2 separate regions of the Danio rerio genome follow, and region 1 is linked to region 2. The links are chromatin contacts, called in public Micro-C maps. All regions are on one chromosome and are shown on one strand. Each heading gives the region's core, a stretch centred on a gene start, on an enhancer-like site or on the middle of the called end of the contact. The rest is flanking DNA. Distances are from core to core; before and after follow the strand shown.

What was found. Hi-C and Micro-C count contacts between places; a contact is called where the count stands out from the background.
Region 1: a contact with region 2 is called in a Micro-C map of caudal fin, with 4 times the contacts expected there. The contact joins the promoter of zgc:153116 here to the promoter of zgc:171673 in region 2. A contact is called at or near these places in 1 of 18 Hi-C or Micro-C datasets (caudal fin) and 1 of 4 datasets of contacts at active chromatin or transcription factors (embryo).

Annotation. Positions count from the first base shown.
Region 1 is chr4:74,594,202-74,601,230 of GRCz12tu, reverse strand. It overlaps zgc:153116, which reads right to left and starts at 3,585. Exons shown (of 3, transcript NM_001045423.1): 1 at 3,551-3,585. zgc:113119 reads right to left here. Exons shown (of 3, transcript NM_001014293.2): 3 at 5,785-7,029. The coding sequence ends at 6,582.
Region 2 is chr4:74,464,940-74,471,205 of GRCz12tu, reverse strand. It overlaps zgc:171673, which reads right to left and starts at 4,318. Exons shown (of 5, transcript XR_012402594.1): 1 at 4,247-4,318; 2 at 3,820-3,932; 3 at 716-839. It overlaps si:ch73-389k6.1, which reads right to left. Exons shown (of 20, transcript XM_073948331.1): 20 at 5,143-5,888. The coding sequence ends at 5,776.

The DNA.
Region 1 (7,029 bases), core at 2,336-4,835, 130 kb before region 2:
TTGCAATATTTTATATTCGTCTGCACAGTTGGCAAAGCTCGGGTTTCCAGCCAGCGCGTCAAGTGCAAAAGCCACAGTTCTTGGCTGTGTGGTGGCTAGCGCTAAGTGCACACACATAGCTCGCGACACAGCTCGTATTCGTAAGCTTGCAGAGTGGTGGAGAGAACCAAACGGGTTGCATTTCCCGAGAGGACACCAACAATGCCCGTTGCAACAAACGCTAAAAGTTGGGCTAAGCATCTTTTAAAAGTGCATTGACTGCAGAAAGACAAATAAAGAGTTTTCGACTGCCTAGCTAAAGCTACATCATCCACATCATAAAAAAAAAATCTAAACAAATTAAATTATTCTTTATAATAATTCTTTAAATACAAGTACTTATATAGAATACTTAAAGGGCACCTATGGTAAAAAATCTACTTTTCAAGCTGTTTGGACAGATCTGTGTGTTGGTATAGTGTATAGACCGTCATACTGGGGTGAAATGAACACACCCAGTCCTTTGTTTCAGTTTAACTACAAAAAAAAGGGTCGGCCAATTGGAGCTGTTTTCAAATCGATCGCACCATTACGTAGGTGTGTGCGATCCCCCCGCCAACCGAATTGATTGACAGCTGCGTGCATTAACATGTTCCGGTAGTCGCGTGTATATGTCAACAAGACCAGACAGACATACGCAGAGCAACCGGGAATAAAAGGTCTGTTCAGTTCGCTAGGATCAGCAATCATCATCACATGTGATTAAGAGTAAGTTTCACATGTTTAAAGTGTTTTAAAACAGAGTATGTGTGTAATTAATTACAGCGTTTTACTCCAACTTTACTTCATCAGCACAGCCGCGTGTCAGAACAATTATAAAAGAAGACGCTTCAATCCCGGTTTGTGGAAGTTAAATCAGGTTTATTTTGTACATTAGCATAACAGATATCCACACTTGAGGTTAGCCTTAACTAAGCTTAGCACGCTCTGTCTGTCTGTCTGCCTGCCTGCGTGTGTGTGTGCGCGTTAACTTTGTAACGATATTGTGTGTGACTCATCAATGCAACTTCACAATACTGATTAGTAAAGGTTAGTTCTTACTGTAGTATCTCACAAACGCTACGTGAGACCTTCTTCCTTTAAGTCTGTCTGTTGTCTGACGCAGCTGAGGGAGGAGGCATGTAGAAACAGTAGGCGGGAAAGACTCGTCTTAAAGGCGCAGTACGACAAAACCACCCCCTGCTGGAAATCAGTATAAGACAGCATCTTGTAAAAGGTATAATGAAAAATCTGATGGGTATTTTGATCTGAAACTTTATATACACATTCTAGAGACGCAAAAGACTTATATTAAATCTGACAAAAGGGGTAAACTAGGTGCCCTTTAATATTCTATATAGGTTTTGAAGAGACATTTTTCTTATGTATACTATTCAGGGACGGACTTAATGATTTGGGGGCCTAGCATTAAAACTCAAAGCATTCTCTCATATATACACACTCACACACACACATATATTTATATATATATATATATATATATATATATATATATATATATATATATATATTTTTTTTTTTTTTTTCTCTGTAGACTTTCGAAAAAATATATAGCTTAAAGGGACTAATAATATTGACCTTAAAATGGTTTAATTAAATAATTAAAACGGCTTCTTTTTTTTTTTGCCAAAATAAAACAAATAAGACTTTCTCCAGAAGAAAAAACATTATCAGACACTGAAAATTTCTTTGCGCTGTTAAACATCATTTAAGCAATATTTCAAAATCAATAAAAAAAAAATTCAAAGGGGGCGAATAATTCTGACTTCAACTGTGCATGTGTGTATATATATTATTCAAAAAAAGGTAATGATTGGCACTCAATTGCTTCGTACTGTTTTTATTTTTCTTACATTTTACGGGTGATTAAAAGACAGACATTTCGGCACAAAGCCTTCCTCAGTTCACACACGGTTTGTGCCGAAACATCTGTCTTTTAATCACCCGTAAAATGTAAGAAAAATAAAAACAGTACGAAGCAATTGAGTGCCAATCATTACCTTTTTTTGAATAATAGTATTGATAAGACTGACGCACCAAACCAAAGAAGTAACTAAAAAAACCGCAAGCGCGCAGGGCAAACTTCAGTAACTCTACACATGTATATATACATTAACCTTTATTTTACCAGGAATGAAATTAAAAAACTCTTTTACAAGAGTGCCCTGGCCAAGATTAAGCAGTATACATGTCACATGGGTCTAAAAGACAACAAACAAAAAACAGTTAACTGTTAACATGAGTCACACAAACTACTCAAAACATCTACAAGCCGGTTTCAACGTCTAAATCATTTGTAAATAAACTGCATGTTTGAAATATATTTTGAGTGTAACCTTTACCTTATTAATGTAAAGAATATTTTAAAAAATCACAAATGAAAATGAAGTTCACAAAGTATGTGAGGTTAATTAGCCATTTTTGTGATTGGATTTTAGCAAAGATGGAACGTGTCACTTTTGAAAAGAAGTAGGCGAATAACGTTAAAATTACAAAGCTTATGGACAGACTTTACAACATATGATAGAAAACTTATAAGTTAAATGATTAATATAGGCTTCATGGCATTGGTCGGTGCCCCCTAATTCCTCGTAGCCCTAAGCGGCTGCTTACCTCGCTTAATGGTTAAGTCTGCCCTGATATTATCTCAATAATGATACATTTGTAATATACAGACCAGCCGTGGGGGCCATCTAATATAATTTCATGATAAATAAATAAAAATATACAATCAAACACTATTGAGGTAAAGTTGGTTTTATATTCGCACATTCATTCAGTGACAACTTGTGACCCGCTCCCGTTATTGTTTACTATGGTACTTTGAATATTGAGCCTGAAATAACCCGCAAGTATGCCTTGAAAACAACAATAGCACGGTGTATTTGACTGTGAACAATGTTGTATGCTGATTGGCTGCTTATACGAGTTTGCAAGTGATACTTTACTGATATTATTATTATATTAAGATGAAAGTCTGAATGTGTGAATATAAAATTAACTTTGCCTCAATTCAAATACTTAGTAAGAATACACAATTCTGCAGTGTGAATAAATGAATAAAGGATTTAAACAAGCTTTAAAAGGGAAGATAAGGAAAACTCTGGGTTTACTGAAGAAAACTGACCCCTGACCAGATTAGATGAAGAAAGTAAATTACCACAGTAAATGGCTGAGCATTAATTTACTTCCTTTAGTAACTTTTATGCTTGACTTAAAATAAAGCACTGACGAGTTTGTTACATTGTTGTTGTATTTAACACGCGTTCATGTGTTTGTTTGACTTGTTTACACGTCTAACTACTCTGCATTACCGTGCTGTGTGTGTAAACACTGTTAAACTGATGAAGGGAGTGAAAAGAGACGCAACAAAACATCTCAAAATAACCCTCATTAACAGTACAAAACATTTCATTGTGACATTAAACGATCCTTCAGCCGCTGCACACCGCTAGAAAAACTATATAAACAGTAGAAACTACTTAAATGAATGATTAAAACACAAACATACCTTCCTTCCACCGAACCATGCAAACGCTGGAGTGCGGCGCCGTCTAATGACGTCACATTACTAGTTCAAAATAAAAGTCCCGCTTTAAATATTAACTGAAATACACATTGTCCTTTCATGTGTTGAAAATGCTAAACTACTAATAGACGAGTTTAAGCTTCACTCTAACTATGTGTAATGTTTGTTTTAATGTTTTTGTTAAATGGCTGTTTTTAAAGAAAAGCATTGGTAGTCTGTAAATCATAATAATTTGACTTGAATCACTAAAATTATAAACGAAGTTCATTTTGATTATTAAAATTTAGCCCAACTATAAAAACTTCATGTATTTGTGCTAGAGTCAAATCTTCTGCATCATTCATGTTTTTACCAATGCTGAGTGATTCTGTGTCTGACACCATATTAGAAACATTTTTTCATTAACATCCAAACATGTTAACAAAATAACATGTGGGTCACTGTCTTCTGGCCGAGTGCACAATAAAAGATATAAATGACACTCATCATAGAGCTTGAGAAGGTAAACAGCTCTATAGGATCTATATAATTAGTGAAAAAAATGTGTATTATATATATATATATATATATATGTATATATATATATATATATATATATATATATATATATATATATATATATATATATATATATAGATAGCCACAGATCTACTGCGTGCTGTAGGCAAACACCTGTGCGCTGCTTCTGCTCTCCATGCGTGCTGCTCACACTCTGCTTGCAAAAGCAACAACCCATTTGCTCAGCTGACTTTACTGTCCTGCCTTGACGAGGTCAAACTTTGGCTTTCAAACAATGTAAACACTTAAAGACATCTGCTAAAACTGAGTTCAATACTTGTTTTAGGAAATCTGTCAGGTTTTAATTAAAATTGGGCTTTAAGTAGACGTTAATAACACAACAGGTTACTGTGAGGTTGGGTTTAGGGTTTGGGTTGATAAAACACCATACTTTGGACTCTGTGTCATGTACAAGACACTAAATCTGTGAAAATTCCAGCAGGTTTGAACAGCCCACTTAAATAACTACCACAATAAATAATGTTGTGGCCAAAATAATAATATAAAAACTGTATTTCCTAATTTTTATGTGCAAGGTAGCGACAGTAGCTTATTAAGCACAACACCAACATGGATCTTAAAATTGAAACGCAACTTTAATACTACTGTACAGCACTGTGAACTAATTTACAAACATACATTCAGCTCTGAGGAGTTCATGAAAAATGACTGAAAGTCCCAAAAGCTAGCATTTGTCAAGATCTTGACATTGCACCCTAGAAAACCATAAACACACAGCTTAAATCAAATATGCGCCAGTTTTATCAACGATGGAAACTTTGTTATTTGAGTTCTGTTGGGGTGGGGGGAGCAGTGGCGCAGTAGGTAGTGCTGTCGCCTCACAACAAGAAGGTCGCTGGTTCGAGTCTCAGTTCAGTTGACGTTTCTGTGTGGAGTTTGCATGTTCTCCCTGCATTCACAAGGGTTTCCTCCGGGTGCTCTGGTTTCCCCCACAGTCCAAAGACATGTGGTACAAGTGAATTGGGTAGGCTAAATTGTCTGTAGTGTATGTGTGGATGTTTTCCAGAGATGGGTTGCGGCTGGAAGGGCATCCGCTGTGTAAATCCGCTTGCTGGATGAATTGGTGGATCATTCCACTGTGGCGACCCCGGATTAATAAAGGGACTAAGCCGACAAGAAAATGAATGAATGAGTTCTGTTGGGACATTTGGGTTTTCTTCTCGTTTCGAGTTCTCCACTTGTCGCAGCTGATTGGTTATGGGGGGACATATTTGGGATGTCCTTTATCAGTGAAAGGAGTTTTCTGGATTCGTGAAACTTGGAGGTTGTTGTCCAGGTTATGGAGAAATAACATGAAAACGCGGGTGGTGTGCTGAATGTAATCGTCCACAGACTCGGCTCTCACCAGAGTCACGAGATTTTCAAGGATTGTCAGAGTTCTGAAGGATTGACTAAATGACCAGATTGCTTGAGGCAGGACAACTGAGCTTCCTTCAGAGTGTGATGGTGTGAGCAGATCAGTGCCTAGGCAGTGAAGATGGCTTAATTTTTGATGAAGTAGGCAAGGCTTCATGAATTTAATTCTTTGTAAAAGCAACAGTTACAGCAATGTAATGCTGCAAGGTGAGGAAGAAACATCCAGACAACGATGTAGGACATGAGTCTTAAACTCGGTTCCTGGAGGGCTGCAGCTCTACACCGTTTTGCTCCAACCCTAATCAAACACAGCTGATCCATTTAATCAAGGTGTTCAAGACTACAAGAGACGATTAAGCAGGTGTGAACTGGACGTGGTTGTAGCTAAAATCTGCAGAGCTGTGGCCCTCCAGGAATTGAGTTTGGGACTATTGATGTAAAGCCAAAGTTAAAATGCCGAACAGCAAAGCCTAAAACAGAAGCAATGCACAAAGCCAATGCGAAAGTCATGAAACTTTATAGAAGTTGGAACCTACAGGAGTCAGAGTTCGTTCATCATTTAAACCAGGGGTCACCAGACTTGTTCCTGGAGGGCCGGTGTCCTGCAGATTTGACCTCCAACCCTAATGAAGCACACCTGAACAAGCTAATCAAGGTCTTGGGTATACTTCAAACATCCAGGCAGGTGTGTTGAGGCAAGTTGGAGCTAAACCCTGCAGGGACACCGGCCCTCCAGGAATGAGATTAGTGACCCCTGATTTAACCCAACGCATCCTAAATTTCCAAACATGCAGCTGAGCTCATAAGCTACAAATGTTAAAATCACTGTAAAAGCAAACACATTTGAATGCAGACAAACTAAAACCTAAGCAAACTTAGCAAGAATACCTTTAAGCAAAATAAAAAAACACACTAAATGTTTAACTTGTAATCGTCAGTATTTCGTGATCATTTCTTTGCGGCTGACAGGAAAATGGAAGGGGCAAGAGTTCATTCAGAGATCTAGGAGTCAGTCCAGGTTGGCAGGCCAGGATGTCGTTTGAACACCATTTCATGTTGACTTAAAAAGCGGGGTCTACTACTTGTCTGAGTTTCCAGCGTGAATTTTCATGTGGACATCAAATCTCTGTTTTACTGAAAATCTCTCTCCGCACTGAGGGCAAATGTAAGGCATCTCTGCATTGTGGTGTAGCATGTGTATATCAAATCCAGTTTTGAACGCGTACGTCTTTCCACACTGAGGACACATGTAAGGCTTCTCTCCCGTGTGAACTCTCATGTGCCTCTTCAGCTCAGTTTTGCGATTGAAACCTCTCCCACACTGCTCACAGCTGAAGCGTTTCACTCCACTATGAGTTCTTGAGTGTTCGTTGAATTGAAATCTTTCTGAAAAGCTCTTTCCGCATTCAGAGCACGCGTAAGGTTTCTCTCCAGTGTGAACCCTCACATGCCTGTTAAAGTTGTCTTTCCGATAAAAACACTTTCCACACTGCTTGCAAAGAAAAGGTCTATCTCGAGTGTGAATT
Region 2 (6,266 bases), core at 3,069-5,568:
GGAGGCATTAAGGTGTGCTAAACAAATTGTTCGTGACGTATCACGTTCTGCACATAGAATATGAGTTGTTACCCTCGAGGAAAAGATTCAGAGTACCTTACTGTAGATTCAACAGATATAAAAAATATTTTTATCCTACAAGCATTAAGCTATTAAATAATAGTGGTGGATTAGATTAGATTGAGAGTATTCAGTTTGCTTATTTATGTGTTTATGGAGTGAGGCTTGTAACTTCTATTGAACTATCTATTTGTGTTTTGTATGTTGCTTTGTTTTGTCCATGTTTGTGATGACTGCAGCTGGGGGCAAGAGCCCAAGACACATTTCCCTAACTGGGACAATAAAGTTTTACCTTACCTTACCTTACCTTACATTAACTAGTTTGGATTTTAAATCAAGGATGTCCAAACTCAATCCTGCATAGTTTATCTCCAACTTGCTTCAACACACCTGCCTGGAAGTTTCTAGTATACTTAGTAAGAGCTTGATTAGCTGGTTCAAGAGTGTTTAACCGAGGTTGGAACTAAACTATGCAGGACACCGGCACTCCAGGACCGAGTTTGAGCACCCCTGTATTAAATGGTTTTAATTTCTTTCTGAATGCAGCATATCATGTCCTAATAACGCATGGCCAACTCGCATGTTCTGCTGTTCTTCTGAAGGCATCGCTAGTGTTTGTGTAGTGTTGAGCTGAGCTTTGAGAATGAAGACCAACCTGCTTGTTCCTCAGGATCTTCGTATTTTATGGTGACCATCTCTATGATCTTCACGTCTTCGCTCTCCTCTTTGATGAACTCCATCTTCAACAGTTCTTTCAGACTGCACACGTTTAATAAATCCTGTAATTAACAGAAAGCAGACACAGAAAAACCCTCAAAACTAGGAGTACAAATTATTCAGAGGACACAAACACACTCTGTCATTAAGGAAAGATCCAGCTTTTCTGAAAACACCACTGTCAAAATCCTGTAGTCTAGAGATGAGCACTAGTGGGCGGAGCTTTCCCCCTCTGATGACATCATACACAGGGAGAATGTCAATCAAAGTGTTTCTGCAGACGGTTTATATCAAGTCTGATCAGAACAAATACAACTCATGTTTTTTAGCAATAAAAGCTGGTGTATTCACACACCTGACAACTTATGAAACCTTATGAAAGTCAGGTTAGCATAACAGGTCCCCTTTAAACCAGTAAAAGCTGAAGCATAAGAGTTTTGCAGCAGTAACTGAGGAGAAATGGTGTATGCGCACAACTAGGGTTTTTCCTCTACCAATAAACATAGGGTGAATGGATTATATGGCTTTATTCAATTTTAAACGGTTCCTTTTACAGCATGGATGCTGTAATATAATTGAAATACAATCAGTTCAATAGACTTCATTTAGCTGCTCAAATGTAAAGCGAGATGAAGAGCCGTTCACACATGAGCATGCGCCGTCAGGATCAGCAGGCGAGCGCAGAAACTCCACTGAAAATACTGCAGTACAAACGTTTTCCATATTTTAAAGACATTTCTTGCTCATTCTGAGACCCACTTAATATCACATATCAATCAGGCAGTGAAGATCACTGAATGTGAAAGAAAACAGACCTTAAACGAGCCGACTTGTAACAGCATTTACAGGAAGTGCTTTAACTGGGTCACTGACAATTAAAAGTCCTTCTGCGTACACTAATAACAATGTTAATTCATGATTGAACCGTTACGCAACCAAATTTAAACCGAATATAGAGCCTAATTTAGACTGATGAAATATTAAGCCTTATATATCTCATTTAATTTGGGTTAGTTCAAAATTAAAAGAATTAGAAGAATATATAAATATTTCTCGTACGCATTAATTACCTATATACTGTACAACCTGAGGCCATCATTTCAATATTGGGTATCAAACCACAGTCCTAATGTTTTAATAAAAGCAGGATACGTGTGATTGCCTTTGCTACGCTTTTAGCTTGGAGGTTAATATTGCTGAAATGGAAGGAAAAATTTCCTCCAACCTTTAAGCAATGACTGGAGCTCCTACACCACCTGACTTTACAAACAATACAGTACTGTAAGAGGCTGTACTGATGCGTTTTTCCTCACCTGGCAACCTGTTTTAGATCACATAAAGAAGAAGATAGGATTATTATTATTTATTTGTATTTTATCTTAATATTATTTATATATTTTTACAGAGTTAAAATGTATAAGGGTGCGACGGGTTTTGTTTGTTGTGTAAAAAGAGAAGAAGTGAAAAGCTATTTGTACAGCTCATATCTAACATGTTCAATGAAAATACTTTTGAACAAAAAACATGAAGGAACAGAATCAAAGGTAGGCCAATAACCGTGATAACACACCAACAAACGGCTTCAGGGTATGGAGTAAAATCACTGTCATAAATATTTCGTCCATCAATAAAAATATGTAATTATAAAATCGTAAAGGAAAACGGAGCGTACTCATAAATTTACGAGGGTACAGCTCCAAAATCTGCGATTAGAACAGACACAGATACGACATTTTCTTGGTTTGTATACGACTGATAAATTTACGATGGGTGTACTTTACAAACACGAAATACATTTTCACCACGGACACGAAGTCCTGATTACGAGTACGAATCAAACAGCAATTGTATTAGCGACAAAATTACGTCACCGCTGTTACAGGCATTAATAAACAAGCGATACTGATACTGCGCTCGCTGCCTGTAATGTTACTTACATCATGCTAGCTCACTATCCTCATTCCACTCTTAATTTTAAATTTATTTATTTAAATTTTTTAAGTCTTAACTTTTATTACAGCTCATGACGGACATTTCTCAAAGAGGGAATAACAAAACTCATACCCAAGACGGTGTGTGGGGGCTCTGTTGTGCAGGCGAGCCGTTGTGATCGATGGCTCTCGCTTGTTTATTAATGCCTGTGACAGCGATGACGTAATTTTGACAGTGGAGTGTCACTGTTTGATTCGTACTCGTAATCAGGTCGTCGTGTCCATGCTGAAACTGTTTTTTGTGTTTGTAAAGTACACCCATCGTAAATTTATCAGTCGTATACAAAGAAAATGTCGTATCTGTTCGCAGGTTTTGACATCGTATCCTCGTAAAATTACGAGTACGCTCTGTTTAACTGTACGATTTTATAATTGCAGATGCGTGAATTTTATTTACGCACAAAATATTTATGACAGTGATTTTATTCCATGTCAGGGTCTCTAGGTCTCATACTGGATTCCTGGAGGGCCGCAGCTCTGCACAGTTTTGCTCCAACACTAATCAGACACACCTGATCATACTAATCAAGGTGTTCAAGACTCTTTTCAACACCTTGATTATGTGGATGAGCTGTGTTTGATTAGAGTTGGAGCAAATCTCCAGAGCTGCAGCCCTCCATGAATTGACTTTGAGACCTATAGATGAGCATCTTTCTTATTTTAGTCTCGCATGCTCGTCATTTCAGACGGAGACGCGCAGTTTGCCAGCACAAACACGGTTAGGCAGGATACGGCGGACGGATACACCTGCGCTGACTGAGAGCCTTTGAAGAGGAGCAGAGCAGACATTAAAGAGAGAGACGACATGTATCTATGGGATATAATGTACACATATCACCACCAAAAACCACTTAAAGCACTCGCTTCACAGTCAAACTCAAACATATCGTGTAAAAGAATAAAACAACGACCCTATTAGTACACACGCGTACACCAAACTGCCACAACAGAAACGAACGGCTCGTTTTTCACCATTAACCGTCCCATTCCTAATATAATGCACTCATCAGGAATGTACAGTAAACGCTACACAAATAAAGACGACACTCACATATAGAAATGTTCCCTCGCGGCAGCTCGTCGATGCGCTGTCAGCTGCGGGTGAACTCCTTCATCTGATCCGCCTCCGCCTCCTGCGCATCTGCATGGAGCTCCACTTCACCGCTGGAGACAGACAGACTATTATGGGATGGATATTTTCAGCTTCTCAGACACACAACGAGCCTTTATAAAGGCATAAACACGCTAGTCCGTTTAATTCAGAGTGTTTGGGAGACATTTTCCCAAATACATTACTCTACGGTGTTTTTTCCTGTTGTGATTTCCATTTGTTTACATTAATGTCTCGCGTTTGTCCACAAAAATGGCCGTAAATAATGAATTAATTTATACACACGATAATTAGCATACCGTGCACAAATCTAGCCCTTTGATTAAACTGTTATAATACATGAATCAAATTTAAAGCGCAATCTTACCGCCTGTTTACGCACAGGAGCGCGAGCGGCGCAGCGTTATGGCGTCACATCACCGCTACAGAATAAAAGTCTAGTTCACGCACTAAACATCTGCTTTACAACACAAAACATTTATTGAATCGTAGTCGTTAAATCATAATCAATTGTAATACTCAGTACTATTTTCAAACAATGTGGAGAATCTTGATTATCTTAAGAAAAAGCTTTAGAAGGAACTATTTCTTGTGGCTGCAGAGGGATCTATTTAATGTCGATCCATTTTATTCCAGTCAACTTTCCCCTAATTTTATTAAATGAACAATCACAGTAAAATTAGTTTAAAAGGCCATTTTTGAAGGGTAAAAACAACTAAATAAACTTTTTATATATTTATTTTGGTGTTCCTATTCTAACCACTAAATTTATTGTTTTTAATACTTAATTCCTCCCTATAAACCTGTTAGATAGATTGATAATGCATAAAATATACAGTTTGCATAAAATATGTATAAAATATCAAATCAGCCATCTGGAGTTGTGTGCTATGTGGCACAGATGAACAGTAATAAAAGTAAAAGTCTGCACTTAAAATGATCTTTGGAAATATCTTCAACTTGTCATTTTTGACCCATATTATGTAAATCCAAAATTGTGTTGATTAATAAAGTTAAATGGAGATCAAAATATTCATAATTATTTGTGGAAGTCGTTTAACGAACAAGACGTTTAATGAACACCAGGAATATTACATGCGTTTCCTTCAAAGCAACAGCAAAATAAACTCTCAGCCATGTCTGAATTAACAGTGAATGTGTGTAAAGCATATGTATAAATGCAAAAACTGTGTTTATAAAATACTAAAAAAACATATCAGTGGAAGTCAAATACTAGATATTTAAAGCACATCTGGGACAATGAATGATTAAAAAACTTTTATTTTGGAGATTCAGAAAAGGAAACACTTAGAGTCACAAAGACGTCACTTTTACTCCAAATGTAACAAAAGAAAACCTTAAAATAAGGACTTGTCATGATCAAAAACAAGTATATTAAGGGTTTCCTGGAATGCCGAGTGATGAAACTAACTTAATCTAAAGATAAAAATATAGAAAATAAAGTCAGCTGGGTCACTTTAAACCAGCGTAGTGCAAGAGGGTTAAACTGAGTTACATATAAACGTATAAAAGCTCTTTTTCTTACAGGCGAACTTGAAAGAGAATATATATATATATAGTGCTATTATTTCTCACAACTACACAGGAGAGAGATTCCTGTTTCCCGCCTTTTTCTCCTCAGACTGCTCTAATGTCAAGATTAAGGCTAATAGAGTTCACTATGAGCGTTTGAGGTGTGTCACACCATTACATGTAGAGTAAACAGGAAGTAGCTTTAATTACAGTAAATTGCACAGCTATGCTGTCTGATCTATGGAAGAAATGGAGAAACGTGACTGCTAACTGTTGCTCAGATGAACAGGAGCTAATGTTAACAGATTTAGCAGTAAAGACACACAGACACAGTATCTGCTGACGCCATCGGACATCTCCGGCTCAGACGTTCACTTCAGACTGAGGCACAGGAATCTGCTGAAGCACCTCCAGATAGGGAACAGGATCGTGGACCACCTCTTCAAAAAGTCGGTCCATCAGGTTGGCGATGTAGCCTGCGAAAGACGAGGAAACAAACCTCTTATTTAGCCTGGTTATTGAGATCTGTTGTGGTGATTCTATGGTTGCTATGGTAACATGACAACTATAACAACGTAGATCTGTTGTGGTGATTTTGCAGTTGCTATGGTAACAACATCTACAGCAACTGAGATCTGTTGCTGCGATTCTACAGTTACTATGGTAACATGACAACTACAGCAATTGGGATCTGTTGTGGTGATTCAACAGTTGCTATTCGAAACATGACAACTCAACAATTAAGCCCTGTTGTGGAGATTCTACAGTTACTATGGTAACTGTGGCGAGGTGGGGTGGCCGAGAGCTGTGGGAATGGAGTGAGGCCACCGCGTAAGTGGATACACCTGCGGTGC